Linked DNA regions of Bombyx mori: region 1 is linked to region 2. Evidence: chromatin contacts called from public Hi-C data. All regions are on one chromosome and are shown on one strand. Each heading gives the region's core, a stretch centred on a gene start, on an enhancer-like site or on the middle of the called end of the contact. The rest is flanking DNA. Distances are from core to core; before and after follow the strand shown.

Region 1 (6,682 bases), core at 927-3,426, 47 kb after region 2:
CTCTGTAGGGTTAAGTAATCGGTATCCGATAGAGTAAATGCTAGCGTGCCGACATCCGATAGGCTTCAGAAAGTAAGTGCCTTTTTACGTGATGTGGAGCTCTCGTAGCTAAAATATGACAAACCACTACTACTACAGATTGAAGCCAGGCGATCCTCCTGTCTAGGTAATTTGCTAAACTACATCGCGGTCTAGCTCTAAAAATTAGTTAGTTTGAACAAACTCGTTCCTGAACGAAATGGGGTGAGAACGTTATAAAAAAGTACAGTGATAAGTCAACTGTAAAAATATTTACTATAGTCTCACTCAGGGCAACCGGGGTTTTTGTTTATTGAGTAAACGTAGCCCACGAATGTTAAAATGGAGATAAATCCTGAAGAAAAAGCCGTTTATAAAATATATTGGTTGTACCGACCTCTTGAGTCTTGTGACTAATAAATAAACAGGACGTCACAATACGAACGAAACGTCTATTTCAGTTCCTAGGAAGCGTTCAGATGATTTGTATGAAACGCCATGATCGTTAAATATTCACGACTCGAACCTAGGGCCGATGTACCGGCGACGGAAATAGAAAACATGGCTTCATAAATTACAAGTCGATGCCGGGAGTTCGATGTTCCATTGTGTATACTGTATAAAGAGGTTTTAATACATTTCTAGGGTGGACGATACAGTTGACCGATTTGCAAGCCTCATGAAATTACAACATGGTATGTACTACATAGTGCAAGTAAGTGTAAATACAAGAGTAAAAATGTGAATGAAGCCGATACGACAGAGCCGCTTGAAATTTATCTTTTGTCAAACTAATTTGCTAAGTGGGCTGTGGCCCGCCAACTATTCATTCGTTATGTGTTTCTACGCATTTACTTGAGGTTGACATTGGGAGGGGTTTTGTCTCTCATTAGTTACGGCCAGTGAATATCGCCACCGTTGTGGTTGTGTACAAAATAAGCACGCACACGTATTTAATGGATAAACGTCCGAAGAATAAAATGATACTGTTATTTTGATTGGGAAATAAATTGCTAGAGTTTTGTTATTCGCTTTGTATGGGCATAAATAGGTTATAAAACATTACAAATCTTTTTTCTTTACGCATTTTACCACAATAGCTCGGATTTTGGTAACTGCCTAAAATTGATTGCCAAAAAAAAAACAACAGGATTTTTGAATTAATTTAAAGAAAAATGGAGCTATATAATCCAAATGGATTATAAAAAACGCTATTTAACAAATATCTACGTCGTGAAGGGAATTGAACGTGTTGAAATTATTTGAAGCTGCAATTCAACCAAAAGATCATGTCCGAAGAGTCAATAAATCTTTTTTAACTTGAAAATTCGTTAAAGAAATCGTACGAACTCGTGAATTACGAACGTAAGTAGTTACGTTAACCCCGACTTATCGAAATGCTGAAGCTGTTGTTACTCACAAAGTTTAATCAGAAAACGTTATTGAGCGTGAAGACAAAAGAAATCCTTTTACAGAAACCAAGCTTGCCCGATAATTTATAGGGTTATAACTTTTGACTTTGTAAAGAGAGGACATAACACAAGATTTAGACACATCACACACAAATCATACGCTGCAGATCATCAATTTTAGTTAAATTTTCACAAATGTCGTTCCAAATAAAAAGGCTATCGATTCTCGCAATACATTTCAAGTTTTGATAGATTGCATATAAAGGTAGGTACTGATGTTACGTAGTGTCAGTCAGCCCTACCCGATACCCTAGCGAAGGTCACGCATGTACTAAAGCGTGATCGGAATGGCATGCGTCTATTTAATATTTATTTTGAATTGAATCAGACATGTTCAGAGATGTGCAAATATACACACCGTGATTAGTTTTTTAATGATTTTGTCATTAAGATAATGTTATCTGACCAATATTCATTTTATTATTCCATTAATAGCCATTGCTACAAGCTAGAAAAATAAGAGCTAAAGGTCTAGAAAAATTATTGCTTGACGCTACATACCTTGGGATCGTTTTTTAACAATTTCCTGTCCTCTACTTCTCCATATTATGTAAGAGCCTATAGACATCTTAAATCGGGTAACCATTGTCAAAGTTATTCACCTTTGTCCTTACTAGGGCATGACGCTCACAAAGTACATAACATGTGGTACATAATTTTTCCAAAACTTGTCATACTCTGCCTCATTTGATTTTCCTTCCTCGTCCTATACTAGTACGCCACTGGTATAGTGTTGTGTGTTGGCATCCGGTAGTCACATAGTTCTGCTTTTTTCAGCCGCGCGGTAATCATTCGTTTTAGTTCAAGGTGCATGAAATACATGTATCGTAAGAGACTAACAAATTTAGGCCATTTTTGGCCATAAACTTACATTATTTTCTTTATTTGGTATTGGGTATGGTATGGTATTGTACATAGTTTTTTTTAAAAATAGAAAACGATATAAATTTCATATCACAAATCTCATTAATAAAATTTCTTACCTTTATTTCTAAAACAATGAACGTCGTATTCTTCATGTGTCCAAGATAGAGAACTTTCATTGTAGTATTTTTAGACCGTTCTAGCCGCTTAATACCAGAACGGTTGTGTTTACCAATACTACAAATAAATAAATAAATCTGTTATTTTAAATAAAACAACCAAAAACCTTTAATGTCAACATTGCCTTTATTGTAAAACATAATTTTAAATTTAATACAGTAATTTAACTCAATATATTTATTAAAGCTTATTTAAATAGCTATTCAAAATTTACAATCACCAATAATCTAAAATGTAATCAGAGCCTTACCACAAATAGAACTCCTTTCGGTTTCGAGAACAAATTAATTTAACTTGCTCAGATTTCCAAGTCAAATTCAAAGTTATTTAGCCTAAGGTTATTCGAGCTTCAGTCGGATCGAATCGTTTGAAGCACTCGGGGCTTAGGTTGCGTGAAAATTAACCTAAACATTAAAGCCTATTTCAAATGTATTTGTTTGGGTCTGGGTATCGCTAATGTCTATTTAAAGCTATTGTTTAAGAATAATTACTGGTGGTAGGACCTCTTGTGAGTCCGCGCGGGTGGGTGCAACCACCCTGCCTATTACCACTAAACCTACGTATAACCACTTAACACCAGGTGGGCTGTGAGCTCGTTCAGCCATCTAAGCAATAAAAAAAAACACAAAGTGGGCTATGAGCTCGACCATCCATCTATGCAATTAAAAAAAAAAAAAATTTCTGAACCGAATTTAAAAAAAAACAAAACAGTATGCCGATTCTTAAATGGCCTAGGGGATATAAGTCACCAAGCGAGGAGAATATTTTAAGATTAGTAGCGTATGGTCAATGTCTATGGATGGTGGGGACCGGAATTCAGTAAAACGAAACGTGAACGAAATGTGAAATTTTATCTTTTTAGTATTTGAAAATCTAAATGTGTTAATGTAATGTATTAATTAATTATTAATGTAAAGTAAAATGAAAATCATAGAACTAAAACGGATGAAGTAAAAGAAAAACCAAATAAAGAAAATGGGTAAGTCCCATTTGGCACATTGCAATGAATATATCACTGGAGATATAACTCAAGGAAGGTTGATGTCAAACAGGCGGCCGTCGTAAAACTCATGCTAAATGAACTCTTGAAAAAGAAGAGGGTGATGATCGCCTTCCTCTGATAGGTATACTATGGACAATCTAAAAAAAGTGTAATCCTCACTCAACTGATAAATCGTGTTGATCAGAAGAAGTTACTAATACTAAACCAGACCACCATTTGAAATCTAATCTTATGTTAGACATACCTTTGCCAACGACTGTAATCCATGAACATCAAAGAACATCTTCTATTAATGTTATGACCGTAATAAAAATATCTTCAAAATAAATTGCACGGAAATTGAATTTATATTTTCTTCAGAACTCATCCAAAATATTTTATTTGACAGCGAATAAAAAATGTTTCCCAAGTTATTTTTCTTCTTAAACGAGCAGCGATGTTCGAGTAATTTAAGCAGTAAGTGCTTACAAAAGGAATTTCAAGGAAAAAAAGACCTCGGTAATTATGTATTAAAATAAAATGAAAATGAAAAGCCGCACGTGACAGGTAAGGTACAGTCAAAACGAAAATTATATTGAAATATTATTTTATGAAGAAAAAAATCTTTCACTTTCATTGCGGCCATATTATTCATGTTTTTAGCATAGAAGAGTAGACAAAATGACAGCCCACTGCTATTACGTGGTTACCGAAGCTCATAGATATGATAACGCGAATACTGCCCATCATTGTAGATGAGATCATAGCCTGTAATGTATGAACATCTAATGAACATACATAATATATATGTATATATCACGGAATAGATAAATAATCATTCCGTGGTATATATCATTGCGACTATCCCACACTTGAGACCAGAACGAGCGACTGGTTCGCGTCACAAATAGGCATGGTTGTCATGGCATGGCTTATCATACCAACAAAGGCTGTTTATGTAACATATCTGTAGTTACGAGTAATATACGAGTAGAAACAATATTAAGAATGTCGTGTTACTTGTATACATTTTATATAACTAGAGGTCCCACAGTAGTCGAAATTCGACTATAATTAATTGGAATTGTAAGTTTGTACACTGTTATGGTTGTATTTTATACTTCTATAATCACAAATTTCGCCAAGGCTACACTATTAAAAAATATTAATTAAGACAAACAATATTTAATCTATTCTCAGTTTGACCACAGACGTCAAGAACAATAGTTTGACAATAAATAGTATGCATGCGTGTGTGCGTCAAATACATGGTATGTAGTGTGTGTAATGTTTTCTTTATTGATTTAATGTATCTTTTATGCATTATTTTAAAAAATATTAGCATTGTGCACTTCTTCTCTGTATTCTCTATAAATGTGGAAAATTTCACACTCCTCCGTCCGCGCAATTTTCTTAAAAAGGGATACAAAGTTTTTGCTTCACGTAATAATATATAGATATATAAATTCAAAACAAAAGTCGAGTCTGTTCTTGTATATTATTTCACACATCGCGAAGCACTGTTTCGAGTTGACTGGCCCGTGAGGGTGAAAAAGGGCACCACTCACCGAGATTAATATGTTTAGCTACTTGATGCGTAGGCTTTGGGTTTTGTGATAAACACTTGTGATTTTTATATCGATATTTAATGTTTCGCAATCTAGTAATTCAATATATGAATGGAAGATCTCTACTATAAATATTGGTATTCCAATTACAGATTATTGTTTATTAAGGACTATTGTCTCAAATTAGTTGACTTAAAAAAAGGTTATTGTATGAAATTTAGAAAAAATAAATTCATGTCTATAAATAATTTAGAAAAATTTCCGATCTTGAGTGATTAACAAACACAATAATATAGACAAAGCATATGTATGACGTTACGGCTAGGCTGGATGTGTGAGAGGGATAGAGAGTTCTTCAGACGGTTACACACTTCTGATTATTGATTGCACTACATTTTGGAAACATTTTGCAGAAACTGCTTTATTGTAATGGTATTTGCGCCGGTCCGGTACCATAATAAATGAATAATGATTGTACAAAGTTGGAAAAGAAACAACTCTACTACCAATAATCATCAATTATTCTTGCCCTTTGAAGCAGTTTTCAAGGGATTCAATAATTTGAATATCATTTTTAATAAAGTTTCAGGGACCGGTGTGAATTTTGTTTATGACAATAAAAATCTTATTTTTTTAAGTGACAACCTCTTCCTTTATTAATGGTACCTACACTTTAAAAATCATGAGTACAGATGAAATGATATTTATGAAATATGATTTGAAAAATACGTTTTTTCTTTCTAGGGTAACCATAGTGTGGGACTATTAGATCTTATTGTTTCATTCTTTTAACATATTTTTTTATTTATTTTCAGGTATGACGGTGAGGTACTGTGGGTCATAATAATTGACTCCCATCCCGGTAGAGTCCGCGAGTTTGCCCATCCATCCTGGTTAATGGACAGTCCTTCGGGCTAATAATAATAATATCGTCTCAAAAAAAAAAAATTTTATGCACGGACATGTTAGAAATAAAGAAAGAAATATACATTTTTGCATAACATTACCATATCGAAATTAAATGAATGATGGTAGGTAATAATAAATTATGATCGATCATTTTAAATTTTTTCTGTTTTGCATTATCGTGAGCTACTGTTGTTACTGCTAGTCTAAATTGTCTACCTTTGCAGTCTGTTGTAGTCTACCTTCTCTTGTGTAGTTGAGTTGCCTGCATTCTGTTGCAGTCTACCTTCTCTTGAGTGGTTGAGGCGTATAATTACTGCGCGGTAGCTACAGGTAGGATGGTGGTACCTACCAGTTTATGTTATTGTGTTTTGTCAACACGAAATTTTAATATAATTTTTACTTTCATTGAAACAGTACAAAATCTCACAGCTCGTCTGAGTTTAAACAGTTTCCTGGGGCCCGTAGAGATATAATGTGAACGCGGCAGTCTGTGAAACATTTTTTCATGGACTCTATTGCTTTGGAATAATGGTTATTTTGTCCTTCAAAGCGAATTACGTAAATTTATTTGGTGATTAACTTTCGTCATAGCAAACATATATTTTTTTATTATACACAAGGTTTAAAATAACTTTTGTAAGTTATTGTAGTATCTTTTTGTACGAAAAACTAAGTTCCATAATATATAT
Region 2 (6,711 bases), core at 277-2,776:
GGGAAAGACACCTATTATGCGTAAAATGGGAAGAAGTTGTTATTTAACCGAAGATATAGAAAAAATACTCGTAACATGGGTAAAAGCTATGGTCAAACAAGGGTTTCCAATAGGAAAAGATAATTTATAAGATAGCGTTAAGAAAATAGTTGATGATCTTAAGATTGATTATAATTGTTTATAATAAAATTAACGTTAAAGTCGTGTCTATTATTAGTGCCAACTGATGTCAATTTTTGGTGGATTTGATTTTCGATGCTGTCATCTTTTAGTGTCTATGGCAAAACTAACAAGTTTGTATTTTTTTGTAGATACTACAAAAGTATTGAAATATTTTATATGAAAAAATTGATCTCTAAATGTTGCTCTAACAGTAAAAAAATTTATTTAATATAATTTTTGATAAATACATTTGATAACTGAGAATGAAGTTTGATTTGTCCTTAAAGTGTCTAGCATTAGTGCTTTTACCTTAATTGATTTATCTATGGGACAATCGCCTCTTGACACTTGATATTAAATATGTCAATTGACTGGCAGTCAATTAAACAGTTCAAAAATGTGTGGCCCGCAGTGATACCTCACATTGTCCTATGTGGCCCTTGACCAGAAAAGTGTGACGACCACTCATTGATTTAAATATATAAATCATAAAAAGAATGCTACCGCCGCCCATAACTTACCATAAAACATGTGTTCGAAATCTCATGTGTATAAAGAATTGCCAGATTAGACTTTCGCAGATAATATAGTGTATCATCATCATCATCATCAGCCTTTATCTGCCCACTGCTGGACATAGGCCTTCCCCAATGCCTTCCACATAATGCGGTCCTCCGCCTTCCGCATCCGACGACTTCCTATAGTGTATGCGTAAACATATTCATAGGCTTACACAATTTAAAATAGGATCGTTTATGCGAATTGAAAAAATGAAATGTACAATAATAATCTATCGTCAAGATGTTCTGAATGCCAAATATTTGTTGATCAAAAATATGATTATTACCCTAGAGATTAACGTTTAAACTTGAATACGTTGGAACGTCCAATAATAACTGAATATAACCTAGCGACGGGTCCAGAAAGATTTGACAGCGTATCGGTCAACAGTTGCTCTAAATTCTTCGTTCGTTCGTCATCCGTCGTCTTCTATGGCGATAAGTAGACGTACTGTTGTAATCAGTATACATATTTTCGTATTTTAGGAAAACGAAATAATCGAAAAAGGAAATACTAGGATTGTTTAATTTGGAGAGTTACTAGAGGTACAGTAATGATTGTTCGTGTAAAGACATAATATGATTCAGTTTATCGATACGATATTTATTAATCTTCAATAAATATAATAATTAAGCTAATAGATAAATGCTATATTCATTTCCCGGCTAATTCGTATTGGTGTCAAGGGAATCCGTTTTCAGTGATAGGAGAGGCCGCGAAACGTCAATCATTCACGTTGTAGTATCATTCGATACTATGAGAACAACTCTGTGATGTACTACTAACACGCCGCTGACGTTCTCCAGATGCGTGGCAGATGTTCGATGTTACGGAGAACATTGTAAAACCTATCGCACCGCATTGTTTTGCTTTAGCATGTCATAAAATATTATCGTTTGATGCAAACGTTTCCAGAAGTATTTCTATGATTCGATGCTCTAAAAATATTATAAATATCTGTTCAAATTTCATTCATTTATCGCGCCTTATTTAGTAGGTATTACTGTGCTTCTTTTTTTGTTAGCGGTAGTAGATGACTTGTCGCGTACTTGCTAAATAGTTCACAGTCGCTCGTGGACATTGGCAATATCAGGAGTCCAACCGTGCCGTTCGTGACCTTGGAACACTAAATTATCTGTAACAAGAAATATCGTTGCCGAAAATGCTTAAGCAAGAAAACTAGACATTATTCGATGAAATCTGACTTTCAAAAGTATTATTGAACCTGAAGTTTCACTAGAGATGTACAAAGTGTTGGTCATCGAGTAGCTGAAAAGTATTAGTCACCCATGAATGTTACACAGTAAGGAAAACAAGTCTGGCTACATGGCATCGCAATGAAAGGAATATTTCTAAGAAAACGTTATATCATTCGCAATAAAAACACAAAACAAATGAATCAGAATGTTCGAGCAATAAAAATTCGTTCTCATTTTATCCCTTAAAAAATGTTATAGTATCAAATAGAACTCTAGTAGCAGTTTATAGTTACAATGATAATAAAAGGTAATTACCTACTTTACACGTAGATTTAGTTCATTGTATCGAAACAGCAATTTCACTGCGGCCTCATATTTCGGTACCGTTAACGGCTTTAGAACAACAAACGCGGACGGTCGAACCACGGTTTTGTTTAGGTCCTGATTTAATGTTTCCGATATTTATAATTGATGAATAAAGTCAATTTGCTGGAATCTCTATGTATAAAAATGAATTGCTGTTCGTTAGTCTTGCTAAAACTCGAGAACGGCTGGACCGATTTGGCTAATTTTGGTCTTGAATTATTTGTGGAAGTTCAGAGAAGGTTTAAAATGTAGACAAATATGAAAATGCTCGGAATTAAATAAAAATAACAATAGTGTTTTCCCTTTGATGTGTCCCCCATCGGACGGATTCCTTTTGTTTGTTTTAAGTTTATTTTATACAAAAGCTTAGGTTTTTTATTTATCGATTGAGGCACTACGAAGTCTGCCGGGTCAGCTAGTTTAGAATAAAAATACGTTGGGAATTTATTTTCATCCAATAGAAGTTATCTTAAATATAGTCTCATCAAATACAAGTGTTTAGAAGTGTAAATGAGTTTAATAGACGTTGTTACAAGCTTATGAAAAACCTATTATTATTTGTACTAAGATAATAACTCACTATATCGCAATTGTTTACTAGTTTACATTTCATTTGAAGTATCGTGTACGTGTAATGCATGGAGATCCTACCCAGATAAGACGAGCTGGTTCGCTATATCCCCAGGAAAAGTCGTTGAAAGACCAACCCTAGTAAGAGTACTGGGACTTAAGAAAGTCCCCACGTTCCAAGATCAACAATCATAGTTTTCATAAATCTTCCAAAAAAATTTATAGATTTTTTTTATTTACACCTATCTTACCACACCACGACTTCAATCTGGATGCCAATCCCAACATCTCTGCTCTGTGTGGGTATTATCCAATTATGCTTTTAAATAATAAACAATAACAAACACTAGATTTGACCATCGCTAACCAATATATAATTACAACCTAAAATGGTGTATAATATGGGTAGAAGAATTGTAGTAATATTAAATCAATAGTAAAGATCTGGTTTTTTATACTTATGTTCTTGTTTTAAGAAGAAGCCGGCCGCAACAAATTTCTTTGGAATATGAGAATGAGAGTTTGAAGCTGTGGAATTGGTTCATACAATATTGATAAACACAATTCTTTGTGTGCTACTGTTATTCTGTGTGGAAATTTCTTATCCGTTTACAAAAAAAAAAAAAACATTTCCAAAAATGTATCATAGTGAATTTTTTTTTTTTGTATTGAACAAATTACTAATAGTCTAACGTAATATTCTCATTTGTAAACACAATGACAGAGATAGAAGTCGCATTACAGTTTGGAATAACTCAACCATTGTACAAAGACATTGATAAACCGAGGTCGTTTCTCGTATCACTCGATTGATGACGCGGGCTCAAGTTACATACTGCGTAAGTCTTCTAACATAAATGAAATAAATTTTGAACATGGTAGGCACGGTTTAAAATATGCTTCTCGTTAAACCGTATCATAAGTTTGAAACTTTGTGCTTAGTGAGAGTTTTTTAACGTTCTCTATAGCGTAAAACTTAACTCAAATTTGTATGGAGTTGGATCGTTTGCCTACGTTTACCGCTAGGGGCGCTGTTCAGGAGGCGGCAGGGTGCGTGAGAGACGCGCAAGCCCGCCGCCGTCGAGCGGGGGCCAGGGAGGCGGATATCGCCCAAGCCCTGGCCCTCTAAGTGTTTCGGGTCCCCTTCACATGTCGGTCTGGGGACCGGCAAAGGGGCCTAAGAAGACGACGTGCAAGCTGCTCTGCACGCGTTTTACGCAAGAGCATTCGGGTGATGGAAGGCCGGCTATCCTCGACCCACGCTGGTTTTGACCCAGCGGGGTATTCCGTAGGATAACCCATTCTAACCGGCGCCATCTAGGCGGGCTCCGGATAGCCTGCCGATCGAGAGGGCTGGTGGTCGTGGCGCCGACGACCGCCGGTTCGGCGTCCCGAGGGGGAGGGTGATGGGAGAGATGTGCTCCGCATTAAACGCTTCACTTTCCTCCCTTTGCCATTTCATGGGTTCTGTCTCATGCGATGTTCGGACGCGGGTTGTTGAGCGACAGGAGGTTTTAGTCAGTTCGACTCCGACATGCCCCGCCCTTCATCCCCAGGGGAGGGCGGAAGTCCGGCGATTTCCCCCTGACAAAAAAAAAGGGGGCGCGCTGTTCCAACTACACACAATTTTAAGTTAACTTGTACGCTATCGAGAACGTTACGAAACTCGCACTAAGCACACTAGACATGTAATGAAAAATGGTATTTCTGAAAGTCGCGTTTTTATGTATACATTGTTAATAGCTTATGTAAACAAATAAAGTGCTGTCTTTCTGATTTGAAATTATAATAAGAGTCGTCGAAATTTTTGAACTTGACTTTATAGTCAATTAACATGCGTTGTATGATTATCTTATCTTAGCAATGTTCTTTAAATTTAATTTACATATTACATCAGAACAAACGTCTGACCGAATTTTTACATAACGTTTTTTCTTATTCATTATGCGCAATGAGTCAGAGGAGTTGATTAATATGAAGAATTTGTAGTATTTAGTATCTAAAGTAGTATGTACATATATTCCTTTGAAAATAAAGGTTTCATTTGTTTCATATGAGAACACTATTGATTTTTTTATTGCATATAAGGGTGGACGAGCTCACAGTCCACCTGTTGTTAAGTGGTTACTGGGGCCCATAGAAATCTACAACGTAAATGCGCCACCCACCTGGAGATATAAGCTCTAAGGTCTCAGTATAGTTACAACGGCTGCCCCACCCTTCAAACCGAAACGGATTACTGTTTCACGGCAGAAATAAGCAGGGCGTTGGTACCTACACGTGCGGACTCACAAGAGGTCCTACCACCAGTAATTACGCAAATTATAATTTTGCGGGTTTGATTTTTATTACACGATGTTATTCCTTCATCGTGGAAGTCAATCGTGAACATTTGTGAAGTACGTATTTCATTGGAAAAATTGGTACCCGCCTGCGGTGCCTCGAACACAGTTGCATCGCTAGATACGAATGCACCGGACGTCTTATCCTTTAGGCCACGACGACTTCAACATGTAATGTTTTATGTCGGTATGTACTGTTTTTTTTTGAAATTTCATAAGTAATTTAAATCTTCAATGATCGCCTAGGTATGCATTCTTTTTTTTCTGACCACCAACAAGCGCATTTCATAATTAAAACCAATTATTTGCATAATAGCCAAAGTTAAATTATTTCAATTAGAATAATAGTTCAGTTTTAAGGCAAGCAAGTCATTATTTTTATACTGTTCTGTTACCGCTGGCTTCAGCGAGGAGACGTTGAAAAACGTATTTTTATAATGTTTTCGGCATCCATGTTGTTACGTATATTTATAACTTATTATTATTAATAATTTCGGGTTGTTTATGGGAACCGCTCTCATAATTCACTAGTGCATCTGAACTGACCCGACTATTTATAGAAGAAGTTCTGTTGTATCCACGCCTTGGATGTTTCTCTAACCTGTATGTTTGTTATTGTTTAGCAGCTGTTTCGGTTGATTTATTGGACATCTCATTAACGTCATTAGCGTTAGTTTGACGCTATCGCTGTTTTATTATGGTTATATCTTTGTATATGTTTTTTTTTTATATCATGTGTTTATTTAAATTAACATTTGTATTCGGTAGTCACGTAAACTACGTAATAGATTATTGTGATCTAATTTTTTAAACTTTCATCGTTTTATTAGTAAATTTTTCTATGTCGTGGGAGACCAGTTAAGTAATATTAAGATATTGTTTTGATTGTTCTTTAAATGATAAGATTGTTTTGATAAATATCAAAAAATGTAGGGTAGGTAGACGCCGTAATGCCAGAGTATATAAAGTCGGGTCATCCTGACTGAGCCCCTGCTAGTCCACCTGTCCTGGTGAAACTGGAAAGGCCTTTGGGCCACCAGCAATCCCTCAATACTAACAAAAGAGTCGGATCAGTCAGAACGAAACTATCGGTTTATTCTGTCATTGTGAAAATTATTTGTTGAGAGTTTTAGTAATTATTATACAAAAGACTGTATTGACCTTTATTGCAATAAACTCAGTTCCACCGAATACAAATGATGACGGAACTGCTGCTCAGCCATTCCTGGCGCCGTCATGTACATAAAATAAGCTTGATGAGTAATCCGCCTTAAGTTAACATTGCGGTTAAATGAATTTGTTATCTTAAAAATGACACATGAAATAAATTTATGGTTATTAATTTAATGTCTACACTAAGCTCCTCTTTTTTACCAATGTGTTCGGATGAGTTGAAAATTCATCTAAAATAATCTTTATTATTGAGGTCGTGGAAATTATTTTGTTTCGCCCACTAACTTCTACCAGTTGGCACTGTTTGTCGGTGCTGCGAGCATTTTTCACAAAATTCC

The links. A called contact is a pair of places that touch in the nucleus more often than the background predicts.
Region 1: a contact with region 2 is called in a Hi-C map of whole pupa, with 1.6 times the contacts expected there. The contact joins two enhancer-like sites. A contact is called at or near these places in 3 of 7 Hi-C or Micro-C datasets (midgut and whole pupa).

Annotation. Positions count from the first base shown.
Region 1 is chr25:9,190,430-9,197,111 of ASM3026992v2, forward strand. All of the region lies in intron 1 of LOC101741609 (phosphofurin acidic cluster sorting protein 1), which reads left to right. Among protein-coding and RNA genes, the nearest start is that of LOC733118, 26 kb to the right of the region's middle. Within about 2 kb of position 2,177, at least 5 of the 8 cell types and tissues checked have open chromatin away from gene starts, as enhancers often do.
Region 2 is chr25:9,144,300-9,151,010 of ASM3026992v2, forward strand. All of the region lies in intron 1 of LOC101741609 (phosphofurin acidic cluster sorting protein 1), which reads left to right. Among protein-coding and RNA genes, the nearest start is that of LOC101741609, 11 kb to the left of the region's middle. Within about 2 kb of position 1,527, at least 4 of the 8 cell types and tissues checked have open chromatin away from gene starts, as enhancers often do.